Linked DNA regions of Mus musculus: region 2 is linked to region 1. Evidence: chromatin contacts called from public HiChIP or PLAC-seq data. All regions are on one chromosome and are shown on one strand. Each heading gives the region's core, a stretch centred on a gene start, on an enhancer-like site or on the middle of the called end of the contact. The rest is flanking DNA. Distances are from core to core; before and after follow the strand shown. Region 1 has its middle 57 kb from the start of Gm30474. Region 2 has its middle 11 kb from the start of Gm30588.

What was found. HiChIP or PLAC-seq counts read pairs in DNA pulled down with a chosen protein or histone mark.
Region 2: a contact with region 1 is called in an H3K4me3 HiChIP or PLAC-seq map of embryonic limb bud, with 2.7 times the contacts expected there. The contact joins two enhancer-like sites. A contact is called at or near these places in 1 of 484 Hi-C or Micro-C datasets (cerebellum) and 2 of 115 datasets of contacts at active chromatin or transcription factors (embryonic limb bud and embryonic stem cells).

What each region holds. Positions count from the first base shown.
Region 1 is chr16:93,072,276-93,077,397 of GRCm38.p6, reverse strand. No RefSeq gene overlaps it. Among named protein-coding and RNA genes, the nearest start is that of Gm30474, 57 kb to the left of the region's middle. Within about 2 kb of position 1,662, at least 6 of the 459 cell types and tissues checked have an H3K27ac peak or open chromatin away from gene starts, as enhancers often do. A contact at or near this core is called in embryonic limb bud, where this site is marked.
Region 2 is chr16:93,270,798-93,276,454 of GRCm38.p6, reverse strand. No RefSeq gene overlaps it. Among named protein-coding and RNA genes, the nearest start is that of Gm30588, 11 kb to the right of the region's middle. Within about 2 kb of position 4,169, at least 5 of the 459 cell types and tissues checked have an H3K27ac peak or open chromatin away from gene starts, as enhancers often do. A contact at or near this core is called in embryonic limb bud, where this site is marked.

The DNA.
Region 1 (5,122 bases), core at 413-2,912:
ACATGCACACACACACACACATGCACACACACACACACACACACACTCACTCACTCACACACACACACACACACACACACACACACACTCACACATACACTCACATACAATAAAATTAAAATATGATCTTAAAAGTTTAGAATTGGGGCTGGAGAGATGGCTCAGCAGCTAAGAGCACCAGCTACTCTTCCAGAGAACCCAGGTTCAATTCCCAGCACCCACATGGCAGCTCACAACTGTCTATAACTCCTGTCTCTCACACAACCATATATGCAGTCAAAATACCAATGTACATAAAATAAAAGTAAATAAAATGTTTTTTTAAGGTTTAGAATTAATCATGTAGTAATTGCAGAATTAATACTTAATGTATCTTATTCTAGAACAGGCTCATAGCTCCCTAAACAACTTCAAGCCCACTAGCCCTCATTCCTCACACACCCTTTCCCAGATCCTAGCAACTCTTGATCTGTCCTCTTCCAGGCTCGTAAAGAATGGCCTGCTCTAGGCGCTTCATGTGATTTGAGTCCTATGAAACTCATTTTTTTCAAGCCTGGCTTCTTTTACCTGGCATTGTGATCTAGGGCTATCCATGTTGTAGCATGAAATATTACTACTGCATTGCCTCCTTTGTAAGTAAGATTCTATTGCATGGAAACGTACCCGTTCTGTTGATAGATTCCCCAGTCGTTGGCATGTGGAGGCCAGATGCTGGTTTTCTGGTATCTTCCATCTGGCTCTGACTGGTCAGCTCAATGTGAGTTTATCTTGAGAGGCCTGGAAGCATCATCTTTTGGACCATGCTCTGTGGGATTCCCCACCCCAGACATAGGCATCACTCGGGTGCACTGAGTTCTAATCCTGATTTCTTTGGGATGCAAATATGCTGGCAGGCACTGGTGGCCGTGGGAGTGGTCACTCTGATTAAGAGACACTGGAAATGTACCTGTAAAGTATTTCTTCCCCTGCCTTGGCAGGGCACTACCTACCTTCTTATCCTACTGTGTATTTATTAACTCACACATCTCAGAGCAGACTCTGCCATGGAGCATATAGAACACCTCTGTGAACATGCACATGACTACACGTCCCATGCTGTGCATTGAGGTGGGTGCCACGGCAGTTGGGTAGAGAGCCTCATGGCAAGAGATGCCAAGAGTAGCCAAAGTAAGAGGAAGTGGAGAAACGATCATACAGTGTAGCTGTCGCAGACAAAGACAGGGGCATAGGCTCTAGGTGGCTAAAAAGAACACCAGGGGACTTAGTGTGGAGGAGGGAAGAAGCCATCTAGAGCTTATAGTTCTCAGTGATGACTTCGCAGTTTACTTTTTGGTTCTGTGTTCCCTGTGTGCATGCGTCTAGATGTAACAGTGAGTGAGCCTACAGGTCAGAGTACGGGAGGCCGACCCTCATATTGAAAGCTGGAACAGATGCAGGTTTAAATTGTAAAGAGACATTTCTCCTGGTACAACACATTCCCCAGGCTCAGACGTTGGTGAAGCCTGCTACATAGTTACTTTGTACTGTTACATTTCTCCTCCTGGGGAACTCCTCTAGGCAGCTGGGTCATACCCAAAGAGAACACATCTTTGTTGTAGAATTTAGCTCTGCCCCTCCAGGCGTCAGAGAAAGGGAGCGGTGACCAATCACAGCACTGACAAGCGGCAGGTGGAGCGCACACGTGTACAGCTCACACTGCGCTCCTATCCTGGGCCACTCTTTATGGAATGGTGGATTCTCAGGGCTGTTTGTGTAATTGCTTCTTGTAAATGAGCTGCTATTCTGGAAGGCTTTCCGGTAAACCGCTCTCCTTCGCCATCTGGTATCCAGTTGTTTTAACCGGGTTTCCAGTATCTGCCTGCATCAGCCCTTAGGAACCTTTTAAACCTTCGCAAAATGAAGTCATTGAAGTTTACACGTCCAGTCTCACAGTTGTTCAGAGTCACTTTGAAGCGAAGGCACGGAGGGCCTGAGAGACAGGAGGAGACATAGAGGACTCTGCTTATCCCTGTCTCAGGTGGTCAGACTGGCTGGGTACCACTGAGGCTGCAGTGGCTCCTTCCCTCTGCTTTGAGCTTGGGAGACTCTTGCGATGAGGAGGTAAGGAGGGAACTGCTGATGATAACCCGGGAAGGAAGTGACTGTCTTTGGATCCAGGTTAAACCAGATCTGCAAATCTTCTCTTGGAGCGAACTGTCTGGTCACCCCGTGCCCACCCTGACTGTTGGTTCTTTCTTGTTGCATCCCCTTTCCTGCTTAAAACACACCGTGCTTGGAAACACAGGAGCAGAGAGATGCGAGCATGTGCGCACTGCTAGCTCTAAGTTCTGCTGTGTCTCCCTGGGCATGGGGACCACTGTGTGAATACAAAACACTTGAGATGCAGATGAGAATCTAGGTCCAAAGACTTTGGCTCTTGGACCACATGGCCTGTCTCTCTCATCTCCAATTCTAATGACTACAGATAGCGTAGGCGTCTGGAAACCTGAGGAACAGGGAGCCCTAATTATAAAGAAAATCTAAACCTTTCTTAAAAGTTTTTTTTCCCCCCTGAGGAACTGTGGAGAGATTTTCAAATGATGTCCTAAGGGAAGGTCCCTCCCCCTGGGTCCTCCTGTTTGTCAATTTTTGTCCCCTGGTGTGTTGATGTGTCCGCTTTTGTCTGCTGGGAAAAAGCCGGGTTCATATTCCTGGGCGTGAGAGTAATGCTCACTCTCAGCACGGCTCTTCTCACCTGGGGTTGGCCTCCCGAGGGAGCATGAGCTGCAGACCCGAGAGGCAATGTGGGGATCACATCCACGCCGCCCAGGCAGGCTTCCTCCATACCCACCCGTCATGACCTGGATGCTAAAGCCCTGTCCTTGGGGGGCCTCTGCCTCCCTTGTGCTGCCCCCTCCCTCGCCGGCTCCTCCAAGCTCTGCTGATCTCTCCATCCTCGTTGGCTTCCTCTCCAAAAATCTCTTCCTCCGAGCCACCCATCCCCTCAGCCACTCCCACACTCTTCACCTCGGTGAGCTCTCCATCAGCCTCTGTCTTGTGGCAAAGGTGTAGTGCCTGAGCCAGGAGATCAAGTCTTGCCTTCCTAAAGAGCTGGGGTAGAGACGGTACTGTCTTTGACATGATGTAAGAAACGCTTGAGGTAGCAGCCTAGAGGTGGGGACATTTGAACCCATTTCTATTTCCTGCCTATTGTCCTGTGCCTGAAATTAAGTTATCCTTGCGTGAGAGACGTAAGCAGCTTCCTTGGAACGCCTCATTTTCCTTCATATTCAGTGGCATTGTTTAATTCACTTGCCTTGCTTCTTTAAGTTATATACAAAAGTGTCTGGTACCCAAAGAGAGACTTCAAGATGGACAGTGTTGGCAGACGTGACACTGTGTTATCCTTGCTGTTTTCTGTTAACCCGGGTAAACGATGCTCCACTTGTGGTCTTCCTGAAACCAAGAAGACAGAGCTTTGTCATTAAGCTTGACTGTAAGGCCCGTACAGATGAGTCTTGTTGAGGTTGTGCCCTGCAAGGTTTCCTTCTCTTGTGAGGCTATGCCGGGGCCTAGCAAACATAGAAGTGGATGCTCACAGTCAGCTATTGGATGGATCACAGGGCCCCCAATGGAGGAGCTAGAGAAAGTACCCAAGGAGCTAAAGGGATCTGCAACCCTATAGGTGCAACAACAATATGAACTAACCAGTACCCCTGGAGCTCGTGTCTCTAGCTGCATATGTAGCAGAAGATGGCCTAGTCCGCCATCTGTGGAAAGAGAGGCCCATTGGTCTTGCAAACTTTATATGCCTTAGTACAGGGGAATGCCAGGGCCAAGAAGTGGGAGTGGGTGGGTAGGGGAATGGCAGGGGGAGGGTATAGGGGAAGTTGGGATAGCATTGGAAATGTAAATGAAGAAAATACCTAATAAAAAATAAGAATAAAAAAATAGAGTACTGGAGTCCCTGTGAAACTGGATCCTGTCACTGGGATCAGTAGAGTGGTTTGAACCGGGATCCAGGAAGTATATGTGTTGACACCTTAACCCTAATTCCTGTTCATGGACCTCAGAGGATTGGAGGTGGCTAAGCTTGGCTATGGTTATCAGGGTGACATCCATGGGAGACTTGAGGGGTTTTGGAAGAGCAGATGAGAGAAGAAGTGGACACTTTCTAGCTCCATGCTACACCACACACTTCATTATGACTACTTAACATGAAGCCCTCATTGGACACCAAGCAGAGACCAGGCCCTGGTTCATACTCTTGGACCTCTCAGGCCCCCATGAGCTAAATAAACTTCTCTCCTTTATAAATTACTCAGCCTTTACCTTTTGTTCTTAAATCAACGGAAAGTAGCCAAAGGTCAGAAACATGGCCAGGACCCACCCAAAGGATTTGGTCCCTTTGAAGACTGCAGTTTAACACAACTGTCACTGCCAACTCCTTCCTAAATTACGTTCTTCATCCACCCGGTACCCAGGGCACTCAGCATGATCTGCAGTGGAAGGGAACAGCTCGTAAGAAAGGATGCGGCATCTCCCTGAACAGCTCTATTTAACAGTACCATTGCGGGCCGGAGAGGTGGCTCAGGGGTTAAGAGCACTTGCTCCTCTTCCAGGGGACCTGGGTTCAATTCCTAGCACCCACACAGAGGCTCACAACTGTCTTTAACTCCAGCCCTAGGGGATCTGATGCCTTCTTCTGTCCCCTACTACCCACACATAGACATCCGTGCAGGCAAATATTCACACATATTAAAAATAATTTTTAAAGTAACATAGCATAAGAGTTTTACTAGTTTTCAGACTAAATTCCACAATTTTAAGGTTCTGTCTGAGGTAACAAGAGGCTGTCCTGCCGGTGACACAGGCTTAACTGCCTGCTTAAGCCAGCCTTGGAATCAGCATGGTCCTGTGGCTCTGTAAAGGGCCACACTGGGGACAGCGAGGGAGCACAGAGTCTGTTTTGCCTGCTCACTTCTCTGAGGAGAGACTCCAGAGATCTGCCTGCAAAGACACATTCCTGCCATAGCCTGGGTGCGCTTGCCCTTTAAGGCGGGACTGGATCCAGCGTGAATCGCAGACTGTGCCGAAGACCTTGTCCAGTATAAGCAGAGCAGGCCTGGAGTTTTAGTATTTG
Region 2 (5,657 bases), core at 2,920-5,419, 200 kb before region 1:
ATGGGGAAGAAATCAGGCAGCCTTACAGCTGATAAAACACAATCCCGGCTCCCTGTTACGTGTTCTCTCACCACACATTAATATTTCATGCCACCATTTCAAAATAAAGTCATAATGTGGGTCGTAAATCACAAAACTGCGGTAATAAACCACTTTGGTTTATATTAGCTGTATAGGGTGATACTTAAGTCTTCCCACCATTAGCCCGGACGATTTGAGCCGTCTCTGTACCTTGCGTGCTCTGCGTCTTCCATTTCAAGTGGCAGGAATATGGAAAACAGTGCAAAATCCATTCATCAGTGATAAAACAGGGCTATTTGTTCTCATAATTGATTTCATTTCAGCTTGGACCTGTGAAAATGAGCACAGTAGAAAATGATGATCGACTTGACCCGGTGTTATCAAAGAACACGGCTTCCTGCTGAATCCGGTGGGGGGTGACATAAAACACTAAAGAAAGCGCAGACAGTGATCCAAAGGGAAATGCTCGAACTAGTCATGTTTAAATACACTCTATATGCACTAGCGGAGGGTTTGCTCTTCTACGTTCTCAACGTACATTGTGTCTATTGCCCAGGGAACTGTGTCATAGTCACACAAGGACCTTTCCAGACAAGTCTGTCCTGTCAATTGGACATGGTCTCCTCTCTAACCTATTCATTCTCCCATTTCTCACTGGAGAAGTTCTTACCTATGTTCCTGATCGATGCCGCAATTCTGTATCACCCTGGTTGTCTTTTTTTTTTTTTTTTTTTAACTTTTGCTCCCATGAAATCTATTCTGCCCTCTGGCATAAGTGGTCTTGAATTGTTTAGTGCTCATGCTTGCTGAGGCTGGAAAATATATCTATATTCTAGATGTGAATAAAGGTCTCTGAGCTGAGGCATCCTGGACTCATAAAACCTGAACCGCTGCCAACGGAACGAATTGACTAAGACATAAACACGTGCATATATGAGGTCTATAAATATTTGAGGATGCCGTTGCTTGTGGGTTTTTTTGTGCTTAATCACACTTCATTATCTTCGGGATGAGGGCCCTGTTGGTGGATCCAGAGTTTAGGTGGTCCATGAGATCAGGCCCCCGGCTCACAAAGGATAAGTGAGGTTAGCACTCAATACTCTGAAGGGTGCTCTCTCAGGCTCACCTTGGTTCACTATGTGTAAAAGTAAATAGCTATGGTTACTGCCCTGGGAGACGGCTGGAGAGAAACTATCAAGAAAGTATACACAAAGATACTGAGCAAGAGTAAAACGCTTTGTGTATAAAATTATATTGATTATTATATGTTAAAGCATGTCATGTTCTTTGAAAAAGTTCGTAACTCGGAAGTTAAACACTGAAAACCACGCGTGGCTGCGTGGGCTATGTATTCAAGAACAATGAAGCTGGGATTTCAAGCACCTGTAAAGCCCACGTAGTATCTGAAAAGTGTGGCAAGCTCATGCCTCTCATGGACAACAGTGGAGCATTTGCAGATAACCCACACACATCATTCTCTTACATCATTACACTAAACCATCTCTGGAGGAATCATCAAACCTAGTATGACATTGGCACTACCTAAAGAGTCGCTGTTGTGTATTGTTTAAGGCACAAAGGCAATAAAGAAGTCCTTGCATCCACACACAGTTTTCCCCCGAATATTTTTGACCCCTGGTTGGCTGAGTCTGTGATGTAGATACCATGAAGAGAAGGACTCAGGGTCTGGTGTTTGGGCTGTGGAGAGGGGGATACATGTTTAAGAAATGTGCCTATCTGGTATCTTATGAAGTATAAGAGAGACTAGACTGAGGGGAGGTAAATCCTAGCTGAATGTGTCTCAGGGCAGAGCAGGGAAGGGGAAGTCCATGCAGCAGGCTCCAACACACTCTACTTTGCTTTTATGGAGGGCAGAAGATTGCCGGAGAGAGGGTCACTGTGGTCAAGAAGAAAGCTGAGCTTTGACCTCACAGAGAAATCTGGTCTTGATTTCAAGAAGGCATTTAAGACAACCATCCAACACTTTGGAGTACCTAAATGGATGGTGGAAAGAAGGCGAAAACCACAGGTAGCATTTGGTCAAAAAGAAAGTGGTGGGAACGTGGGAGGTGAGCAGAGCAGGGCAGAAGAGTGCAGAAGCTGGCACAAGGGCACACGGTGCTCGAGGATTTGCAATATTTATAGCGATGAGGGACCCGTGAGAGGCGGAGGGTGACAGCGGAGGAAGGGTTGTGGCCAGAGAAGAAAGAGTCATGCGCAAAGGCTGGAGAGGATGCCTCTGTTTGTCAAGGTAACACCGTCCTTTCTTTGATTGGAGTGTTTCACGGTTGCAGTCAACTTCCGAAAATGGCTTCCCCTTTCCTTAGCATCCCATCCGGCGTCCACTTAAAGGCTGCTAGCCGCTTTCCTCGCGCTGCTGGAGTTTTCTGGCCAAGTTAGCTCTTTGAGAGACGCAAAGGAAACCCAGTAATTAGGTTCATTGCCCTCCAGTTGTCCCACAGTGCAGGTTTTCGGTGGGATATTGAAGTTTGGAGAGGACCCACCCATTCTCCCACCTATCTCTGGTGACGACCATGACCCTCAGTGGTGGTGAATGCGATGGTTCCCTGAGAGGCCAGGTGGGATGTGGGTAGGCTGTATTCTGGTGTCTCTGTCTTCTTACATCATGTATATCACTCCCTTCTTGGCTGTGGTGGAAAGGCTGCCCACCCACTGACCTGCTGCAGGGGTGCACCCATACGCCGTCCCTGACTATTACTTAATTTTATACTTTCACTTCTAAAATAAATGCAGAGCTGCTTGTCATAACATGGGCGTGGAAACCTCATTTCTTTTCTTTTAGACCAACAGAGAGTCCGTTTCTGCGATTTCTATTTTAGTGGAATGTTAGTAGTGGAAATTTGGGTTCTCCTGGTTGCAACCCTTCTTGGCTTATGGTGGTTTACTCTCTAGAAATTGTGGTTTTCCTTCTCTCTCATCTTTGTAAACATAAATGAATCTGGTAATAACAAACACTGCCAAAGTGTTTTTTTTTTTTCTTTTTTCTTTTTCTTTTTAATAGTCACACCCTCAGTAAAGAAGAGTTGTTTTTTTCCTTGAATTTCAACATAGTTGAACTGAATTTTCAGTGTGCCTTTTAAGAGATGTTTCCTTTAATGGATGTGTTGATGAGAGTGGGTTACTGTGGGTTTAGCTAATGAAGAATTAAGAGTGTCATCAATAAATTCTCACACACCAAAGTGCAAATGTCTGTTGAATTTGGCTACTGAGAAATGCTAATTGTACTATTAGCGTGCTTTAACTTAAAGCTTGATCACAAGTGTTTCTGTTTTATTCTGTTTGCCTTCCCAAGCTAACACAAGGAAAGGTTGTGACCAACGTCAAGCTGAGAATGTTCACTTCCGTTTCAAGTCCAGAACAACTAGGGTCACCTTGGAGATGATTTATGCTCTCCAAATTGTAAAACACACCACAATGACTTATTTATTACATCAGGTCCTGGAGCTTAACAAAATTCTTTTAAAAATACAAACAAGGAGGTATTGATTCAATCAGCCAGGGTGTGTGTTGACTGCACACACAAAACCCAGCCCTGCTTCTTGCAACGCCATCCCTCCTCATCTCCTCCTAGCATTACTGAAGCTGGGCTCCACTTAATCGCCATCTCATCGGCAGCAGGAAACAATTATTCTGAGTAAGCCCGCGGACCGCTCTGGTTTTTGCAGCCGATTATTTAAAAACAATATTTCCTTAAGATAACAATTTTGATAATGATGCAGGAAGGAAATATATTCGCAATTAAATGAGCACTCTTTAGCACAACAAGCAATAAAAAGCTTAACACTGAGCCGCTGTGAGTTAAATGCCGGAACAATGTTGGACAAACCCCACCGGCTTCTGCTGACACATTTATTTTTTCAGTAAATGAAGCCTGTTTAGGTTTAATGCATTTGTGGTTGACGATAGTTTAAAAGATCAATGTAAATTCGTTTTGAACTAGTAAATACGGCTTTAATGAAACTTCTAACAGCGTGCTCTCACACCTCAGGCTCCTTCATCATCCCTAGGTGACACAGCAGGGTCTTACTGGAGGCCGATGACATGCCCAGAGCATTATGAAGTGTTTGACAGATTTTATTTGATGTGTGTGTGATTTATGGGCTAGATACAAGGATTCCATCATTGCCCACTCTGCCTTCTGTCCACACTCAGTGCAAAAGGCTTCGAAGAAACCTTTGGCTAAATGTGCTTATTAATATAAAAACATGTACACCATGGATAAACTGTGTCTCAGAACTAGGATCATGGCACATTCCCACTCCACAGAATGAAGTAATGCCTGAGGCAGCGCTTTGCAAACTGTAAAGCCCGGCATAGAGGTTAGTTTTCATAATTACTGTTGTTACAGGAAACCCTGGTTTTTATACATTATTATTCTGTTTCCCTTTAACACTTAATTCAAAGAGTAAATAGAGACAAGTCATTTCCCTTAGAGCCTGCTGCAGTTTTAAATAGTTCAGAGAGTTCCGTGAAGGTTTTATTGTAAATCACATATGATGCTGTTGCTTTGTTTTATATCTATATTCTGATGTATATTTGTATTTGTGTGTGTGTGTGTGTGTGTGTGTGTGTGTGTGTGTGTGTGAAGCATACTGATATAATAAACACAACTCATTAAACTGTGTCCGCGTGAGTATTCTCCACTGGACCGGGGAATGGCAGACCGGAACTGCAAACCATTGCTTTCTGGAGTGTGAAGATGCACCCCACCCTCACCAGGCCACTCACTTTGTAGCACTCTTTGTAAATTTTTCTTTTCTGGTCTTTGAGGATGTCGGACTTGAAGAGTTTCTGTTGTTGCTGTTCCTGGTGCTTCAGAGAAAAAGTGGATGGCGCACTTCATCTCTGGCCTCAGAGACTGGAAGGCATTCATTTGTTAGATAAAAGTCAAGGCGAAATGATGCAGGGAGAATATCTGACTTCTTGAGTCAGTCCTTGAACTTGACCTTGGCGTGAGGTTGCTTGTGTGAAAGTTAGGGACAAAGTTCAAGCCTGGATATGGATCAGCAAACAAGCTCTGCAGTTAAAAATGTCTACTGCACACACAGCCTATTCCTAGGTAGGTGATAGACTTGAGTTTGCGTGTGGTAATGTAAATCTATGCCAACCGCATATTAAATGATTTTGTTGAAGTTTTGAAATCTCACAAAATAAAAAAAGAAAATGTATAAAATATGAATTTAAGAAGTTCAGCACACTTGTCACATGACTCTTAGGTCAAGGACACACCTTTTTTCTTCTTCATTTAAGTATCAAATAAACAGCGAAGAAGTTGTTAGTGATTTGAGTGAGATTTAAACAAATAAAGAGAAAATGAAATGAAAATTTAGATAAATAAAATAACTCATCACACAGTTCCTAGGCTTTGGGTGAGAAGCTAGGACAGAAAGAATAATGATCAGAAAAATACTTATTTTCATAGGCAAGTTGGACATAAAAATTGTTTTCATTGTAGAACTTAGCTGGTCTTGCAGTGTGAACATCCATTACAATAAAACACAGTGGAATTTGCTTTTAACCTGAGAGTACAAATAACACAGAAAAAAAAAAACACTAGAGAAAAATGCACAAGGAATAAACACAATTTTAGTCTAGGAGTGCTGAGATCAAGTGTC